Linked DNA regions of Gossypium hirsutum: region 2 is linked to region 1. A link is a contact called in public Hi-C data. All regions are on one chromosome and are shown on one strand. The core of a region is the stretch at or near the end of the contact, and the rest is flanking DNA. Distances in the headings are between cores, read along the strand shown. Region 1 has its middle 23 kb from the start of LOC107925967. Region 2 holds the start of LOC107926094 (protein KINESIN LIGHT CHAIN-RELATED 2).

Evidence for each region. Hi-C and Micro-C count contacts between places; a contact is called where the count stands out from the background.
Region 2: a contact with region 1 is called in a Hi-C map of leaf, with 1.8 times the contacts expected there. The contact joins the promoter of LOC107926094 here to the enhancer-like site in region 1. A contact is called at or near these places in 3 of 34 Hi-C or Micro-C datasets (anther, hypocotyl and leaf).

The regions. Positions count from the first base shown.
Region 1 is chrD04:9,774,978-9,778,586 of Gossypium_hirsutum_v2.1, forward strand. No RefSeq gene overlaps it. Among protein-coding and RNA genes, the nearest start is that of LOC107925967, 23 kb to the left of the region's middle. Within about 2 kb of position 1,609, at least 3 of the 9 cell types and tissues checked have an H3K27ac peak or open chromatin away from gene starts, as enhancers often do. A contact at or near this core is called in leaf, where this site is marked.
Region 2 is chrD04:9,811,807-9,815,415 of Gossypium_hirsutum_v2.1, forward strand. It overlaps LOC107926094 (protein KINESIN LIGHT CHAIN-RELATED 2), which reads left to right and starts at 1,750. Exons shown (of 3, transcript XM_041091923.1): 1 at 1,750-1,922; 2 at 2,176-3,609. The coding sequence starts at 2,183.

The DNA of each region.
Region 1 (3,609 bases), core at 359-2,858:
TGGATTTTTAGATAAACCTTTGGAAGGGCTGAATAGGCCTTCATGGGTTGGGCCACAAACGAGACTTATTGTCTACTGTAATTGGGCTGATTCGGCATGAGTTAATAAAAGTTATTTAAATTTAACTATAAAAGCATATAAATTGTTATAAAATAATAATAATAATAATAATAATAATAATAATAATAGATGAGAATAAAGATAAATTTTAATTGCATTTTTCTTTTTTTCATCATCATTACAAGTAGTATACTCCTACATAGGGAGATTAGACTATTCATTTTTTAACACATAAATAGAAAAGGGGTTACAATAAAATGAAATGTGAAGAGCTATGGAGGATAAAAGTTGAAAGGTTGATTATAATGAATATCTACTTAATAACATTCATAACACCCCCTTGGATGTTTATTGCATAAAAAATATGCCTCATTAAAAAACCTGATTAGGAAAAACCCTGTGCGACAAAAATTGAGTAAAGGAAAGAAGAGTACATAATTCTTTAATACACAGTATGTCACAACTTTAAAAGAAAAATGTAGTGCGAATTTATTCCCTCTCATGTAAGCATCACTTAAGATCTTTGAAACGATGCAATGCAATGCTGAAAATTAACTTTTCAAATCTAGCGGTAGGGAGTGCGTAATTGAATTCTCAATTATTCTTTGCACTGGGTGAGGGGTGTTACTACAATGCATATTTTGCTCCCCTTATTTGAACATCATTTTATAACTCAATATTGAGTCATTCAAAATTATTTATCAATAGTAAATCATCAACATATACAACAAATTTTGTTGATGCGTATCAATATAACAATAAAATTCAATTGCATTTTCATGCTTCAAATGTCGCCAACAACTTTATAAAGCATGATGTATTGTATCATTCACTATTATCAATACAATGAGTGCATTGGGTACATAAAGAAATGGTACTTCAAGACCATCGTTTTATAACATTATTGTTTAACCATTTGTATTGATTTTCAATATCTCCAATCTACATGAAAAATTAGCTTGATTAATTTTGATTATATAAACACTATTGAATACTCAATAACAGTTCTATATAATATCATTGTGTAACAATTTATCCTTATTGAACACCGGATCTTCATGTCGAGACAAAATTTCACTTTTAGAAATACTTTCATTATAAAGTTTATCTATCGAATAATTATTGATCTTGGAAATTCTTCAAAAACTCCAATATATTTGATATGTTAATATCAACAATGGTGATAATAACCTATATGTATAAATGCATTAATTAATAAAAATTCCTAAACAAAATCATATTCACATTTAATGGTTTTCTCATGAAAGTCAAATTTTATACTTCAAGCATTAATATTATCAAATAATTTATATCAATTGAATATAAATTCATTAGACGTAAATAAATACCTTTATGGCATAATTGCATAAAATACCCTCAATGTTTATAGGTTTTTGGGTTTGAGCCATTAACAATTTTTTATTGATATTGCGATTTTTTCAAAAATTAACTCAATTTTAATAATAAACGTGAGTTGACCGTCAATTAAAACTGCAAGTCAACAATGCAGCTTATGAAGCATGCCACATCAGCAAGATGTCATATATGACATCATATATTTAACTCTTTTTTTTTTTTTCATTTTGTGTCCATTTTGTGTCTTCTTCTCTCTGTCTCTCTTCCTCACTTTTCTGAAACCAGAGACTTTATTCACTCGAAAAAAAAAAATTCTTCTCTCTACTTACAACTCTTGATAATTATCTTCAAACTTTGGAATATAAAAATGGAAGGAGTGGGCTCCTGCTTACTGTTATTTAAAATTTCATGTTTTTGATTCAATTTGGAACTAAACCCATTAACTTTTCTTTAGTAAAAGATAACCTGTTTACCCATTTTTTCATGGAATCAAACATAAGACTTTGAATTTTCAATATATTTTATTGTTAAAAATGGGTTTCTTTTTTCCACTGTAGTTGTTCCACTAATTGTTTTATTCTGCTTGAATATTTTTACTTATTTTATTCTTACATAAACAATGTTTTGGCTTCTGTTCTTTAAAAAAAAAAGTAATAATCATAAAAATGATTGTTGATCGTCATTTTTGCAAGTTGTAGTGTTAGAGGAAGAGCGTCAATAATTAAAATTGAAGTTTGGTTTCTTGATCTTTTTCTTTCTTTCTCTGTTTTTTCTCGAGAAACAAACAGGATTGTGGAAGGTTTAAAACTTGAATTTGGAGGTTAGTATAAAAGGGGACGTGGGATTTGCTGGGATTTTGTTAAAACACTAGAAAGTTTTTTTATTGTATGGATTCGTTTTATTCAATTTGGTTGGTGAGAAAATTGAAGAAAATGGTGGTGTGCATATAAAATATATATATATGCATCTATATTATGTTTTAATGGATTTCATTAGTTTGCATACTCTTTTGGATGTTTGTTATATGTCATTTCATTGACAAAGATATGCTAATTAGAAAAAACTAATAATTCATGGAGGTGTTGAGAAAATCTGGAAAGAGAAAAAAAACTAAAGATGTGTTTGGAAAAAGAGAAAATCCAATAAAGCATTGAGAAAAAAAAGTTTTATTGTAACATCAGTTAGAGGGGAAGAGAGAAACAGAGAAGAAGAAAGATGGAAAAAAAATGAAAAAAAATTGTTTTGATGACATCATTTTTGAAATCGTGCTTATGCGGTATGCTACATATGCTTTTTCGTTCATATGTCATTTGATTGACGGTGAACTCACTTTTATAGTTAAAATTGAGCTAATTTATAAAAAAAATAGTAATATTGAGGGTGTCAATAAAAAAACGGTTAAGGGCTCAAACCCAGAAACCCATAAACGTTGAGGGTATTTTATACAATTATGCTTAATTTTATTTGGTTTTTGCATCCACCACAAATTAATCATTTTTCATAATAAAAACTAAGTGTCTTGTGAATGTTTTTGTTACAATTCAATTCTATCTATTATGACTTGAATTTTTTTTCCGCTATTATGCTAACACCCATTGGCTTTACACCTTTCGGGTGTTTGGACTTCATGCCCAAGATACATTTCATAATTTATAATAGAAGTGTTTATTTATTTTGATAACTTGTTCTCATTTCAATGCTTTCAAGTATATTTTCATTCAAGAATCCTCACTTTTCCATAATATTTCCTTTTGTCAGCTCCATCATATTTGTTTATGACATAACTAATTGAGATATCTCATTATATTCATAATTTCAGGTACCTGAACCTCTTCTGGGGTTTTATCAAAACTTATGTATTGGGTCTTTTCATGAGTACCCGCCTCCTTAGCATGTGACCATCTTCATTTCTTTCTCCTTTCTTTCAAGAATTTTTTGTTTTATGGAACCGACTGGTTTACTATGCTTCTAGCATGCTCAAGACTTATTTTTATCACATTGTCCGTCTGAAACATATAATTATTTGGAACATTTTAGTTGGTATATGTATCGGTTAGTATATGCAATCTCTAAATGTCATCATTAAACATGTCCGACAAATAATTTTGTCCTTCAAACTTTGTGCATATGATATTAGTGAGGATCACAAAAAGTGATACATAATTATTTAACCAATTTGTCTCCCCTTAATAC
Region 2 (3,609 bases), core at 500-2,999, 37 kb after region 1:
TTACCGAAATGGGCCCTTTATGTAATTATTTACCGGAATGGTCCGTTTTCTGCGAAATCGCGTCCACGTCAGCGCGATGTCAGGGTACGCGCCAGGAAATCGCGTCCACATAAGCGCAATTTACTGACGTGGACACAAATCGTGCCCCTTAGGACGTGATTTGCTGACATGGCATGAACAGTCTATGTTTTTTAGCTTGGAAAACTTTGAAAGGCCATAACTTTTCGCTCGGTTGTCCGATTGAGACGAATTTTTTTTGATTTCGAATAACTTTTCGGTTTGTTAGCGCGTAGATCTCGAAAAGTTATTCGAAATAAAAAAAAATTCGTCTCAATCGGACAACCGAGAGAAAAGTTATGGCCTTTCAAAGTTTTCCAAGCTAAAAAACAGCACGATTTGAGTCCACGTCAGCAAATCGCGCTTATGTGGACGCGATTTCCTGGCGCGTACATTGACATCGCGCTGACGTGGACGCGATTTCGCGGAAAACCGACCATTCCGGTAAATAATTACATAAAAGGCCCATTTCGGTAAATTTTTTTAAAAAGGGCTTTTTTTTGATAATTTGCCCATAAATTAGTATGATGAGACGCCAATTTGAATTTTATATTAATTATTTAAAAAATATTAACCGTTTTGCTATTAAATAGAAGTTTATGTATTTTTTACAAATTTAAAATTTAGTTTTTTCTTATATTTTTAGTTCTTCGGAAATAATATATATTTATTTTCATATCAGATTAATATAATTGTTTGTGTATACAATATATCAATGTAAAATGATGCTAATTCGATAATATTATTAGTGATTTGTGAAAATCGAATCAAATTAAAATCTCATTACGTAAATTAAAATTTATGTATAATATTATACAATTGATATATAATTTTAATATTTATCCAAAAAAAATTAAATTACAGTGTTGGACAAAACAAAACCATCAATATACTATGTAGTAGTTTAATAAATTGCATGTTGTTTTATATGCCTGTCTTCTTTTAATCGAAAAAAATAAAAAGAATAAAAAATGATAATCTATTTGGAATTGATGTGGGCCATGGAAAATTTTATGGGCCCACCAATAATTGGGCTAAACTAGGACCACCTAAGAGATTAAACCAGCAAGAATGAAGCTGGATGTGGTCCACGTGGAATCCTACGCCACTTTAAACTTGCAATCATCTTCTTCCGCGTGTCTCAGAGAAAACAACCTTCCAGTTAAAAAGCCGTTAAGCGCTCCAGTTTTTCAACCGTCTCACATCCCCAAATATTATTCCCAATAATAAATAAATAAAATTATTAATTCTAAAATTAAGAAATAGTATTTTAAAAAAAATAAAAAACACCTCCCAATTTCTTAATTTTATTTATAAAATTAAAATACTCCCAACCAAATTAAGAAATAATTAATAAAAACAATGCAGAACATTGTTTATTAATAAAATATATTCTTATTTATATTTTAGATAAATATTAATATAAAAAAATATCTAAATAAATATTATTTAAAAAAATAATATGAGTTCATGAGAAACTCAAACATAAAAATGTAAAAAAAAAAAAATGGTGGGAGAAAAGTCACATTCTAAATTGCTTCCAAATTCCACCAGCTTATAACCCTGCACCAATAAATAAATAAATTATTTACAATAATCTCAAATTTAAATATATGTTTCCCCTATTTTACTCCTTTTCCTTTTCATAAAATACCTCATTTCTCCCTCTCTTTTCTAGACTTCAATATATATATAAGGCAACAAACAACGATACAGAAATACGTGACACCGCCCCATTCCTTCATCGTTATCAACGTCTTCTTCTTCTGTATATAACACCCAGAGAACAAAAAATCAGCATTATAAACTTTGGGTTTTTAAAAAAGAAAAAAGAATTTTGGGTTTTCTTCATTAAACAGAACTAAGTAAGGTATTACTCATTTATCGATTATGGTTATTAAGCATTCAATGTTTTTCTTTTAATCTTTCTATAACTGTTTTTGGTTTAAGTAGTCTTATTTTGAAGTTGAGCATTTGAAATTTGTCGTCATTTTTGCTAAATTTAGTAAATAGTAGAGAATAATGGAGTTGTCTTTGACTTGGCTAGCATTTTCCTTTTGGAGATTATGGAAGAATTTGATATAAGTTTGTACTGATTTTTTTTTTCTTTAAAATCAGTTTTGCAATGCCTGGATTAGCTATGGATGCAATGAATGGAGAAACTGGAGTTGAAGAACATGACAATGGATTTCACACACCTTATAAGTACAGTTTTGCTCAAGAGAGGTCTCCAAGAAGTGCACTGAGTCCACGAAGTGATTCCCTTGATTTAGCCATTGATGGTGTGGTGGCAACCTCCATTGAGCAGCTTTATCACAATGTTTATGAGATGCAAAGCTCTGATCAATCTCCATCATTGTCTAGTTACGGTTCGTACGGTGAAGAATCAAGGATCGATTCCGAATTACGCCATCTTGTCGGGGATTTCGGTGTTGTTGAAATAACAAAAGAGGTGGTGGTAGCAGAGAAGAAAGAAGAAGACAGTGTTGGTGACTTGAACCTTAAGAAAGAAAATGAGGTTACTGATGAAATGCCTAAGAAGAAAAACAACGACAAGAACCAAACTCAAGGTGCTAAGCATCGTCATCGCTTGCAATTGGATTCCGAAGCATCGGTGAAATCAAGTCCGAAGAGCAAATCATCTCAAGAGAAAACTCCTGTTGAAATGAGGCATGAGAAGAATGCAAGGAAGCAAAGGAATTTTGGTGCAAAGTTTAACAATGGAACAGGAGATTCTCTAGAGGCAGGGCTAGAGAATCCTGAACTTGGTCCGTTTTTGCTCAAACAGACGAGGAATATGATTTCTTCAGGTGAAAATCCTCGGAAAGCACTTGAATTGGCAATTCGAGCAACAAAATCATTCGAGAAATGTGCAGATGGAAAACCGAGTCTAGAGCTTGTAATGTCTTTGCATGTTCTGGCAGCATTGCATTGTAGCTTAGGCCAATACGATGAGGCCATTCCAGTTCTTGAACGCTCAATCGAAATCCCAGTGATCGAGGATGGCCAAACTCATGCACTTGCTAAATTCGCTGGATGCATGCAACTGGGTGATACTTATGTAATGTTGGGTCAAATTGAGAATTCGATTTTGTGTTATACAGCAGGTTTGGAGATTCAAAGACAAGTTTTGGGAGAAACTGATCCTCGAGTTGGTGAGACGTGTCGATACGTTGCTGAAGCGCATGTGCAAGCGTTGCAATTTGATGAGGCAGAGAGGCTTTGTCAAATGGCTCTTGACATCCATAGGGAGAATGGTGCTCCCGCTTCTATTGAAGAAGCTGCTGATAGGAGACTCATGGGACTCATCTGTGACTCAAAAGGAGATTATGAATCGGCACTTGAGCATTATGTTTTAGCTAGCATGGCAATGGCAGCCAATGGCCGTGAACTCGATGTTGCTTCGATTGATTGTAGCATTGGAGATGCATATTTATCTTTAGCTCGGTTTGATGAGGCAGTTTTTGCCTATCAGAAAGCGCTCACAGTGTTTAAATCTGCTAAAGGAGAGAATCATCCAACAGTTGCTTCAGTTTTCGTTCGTTTGGCTGA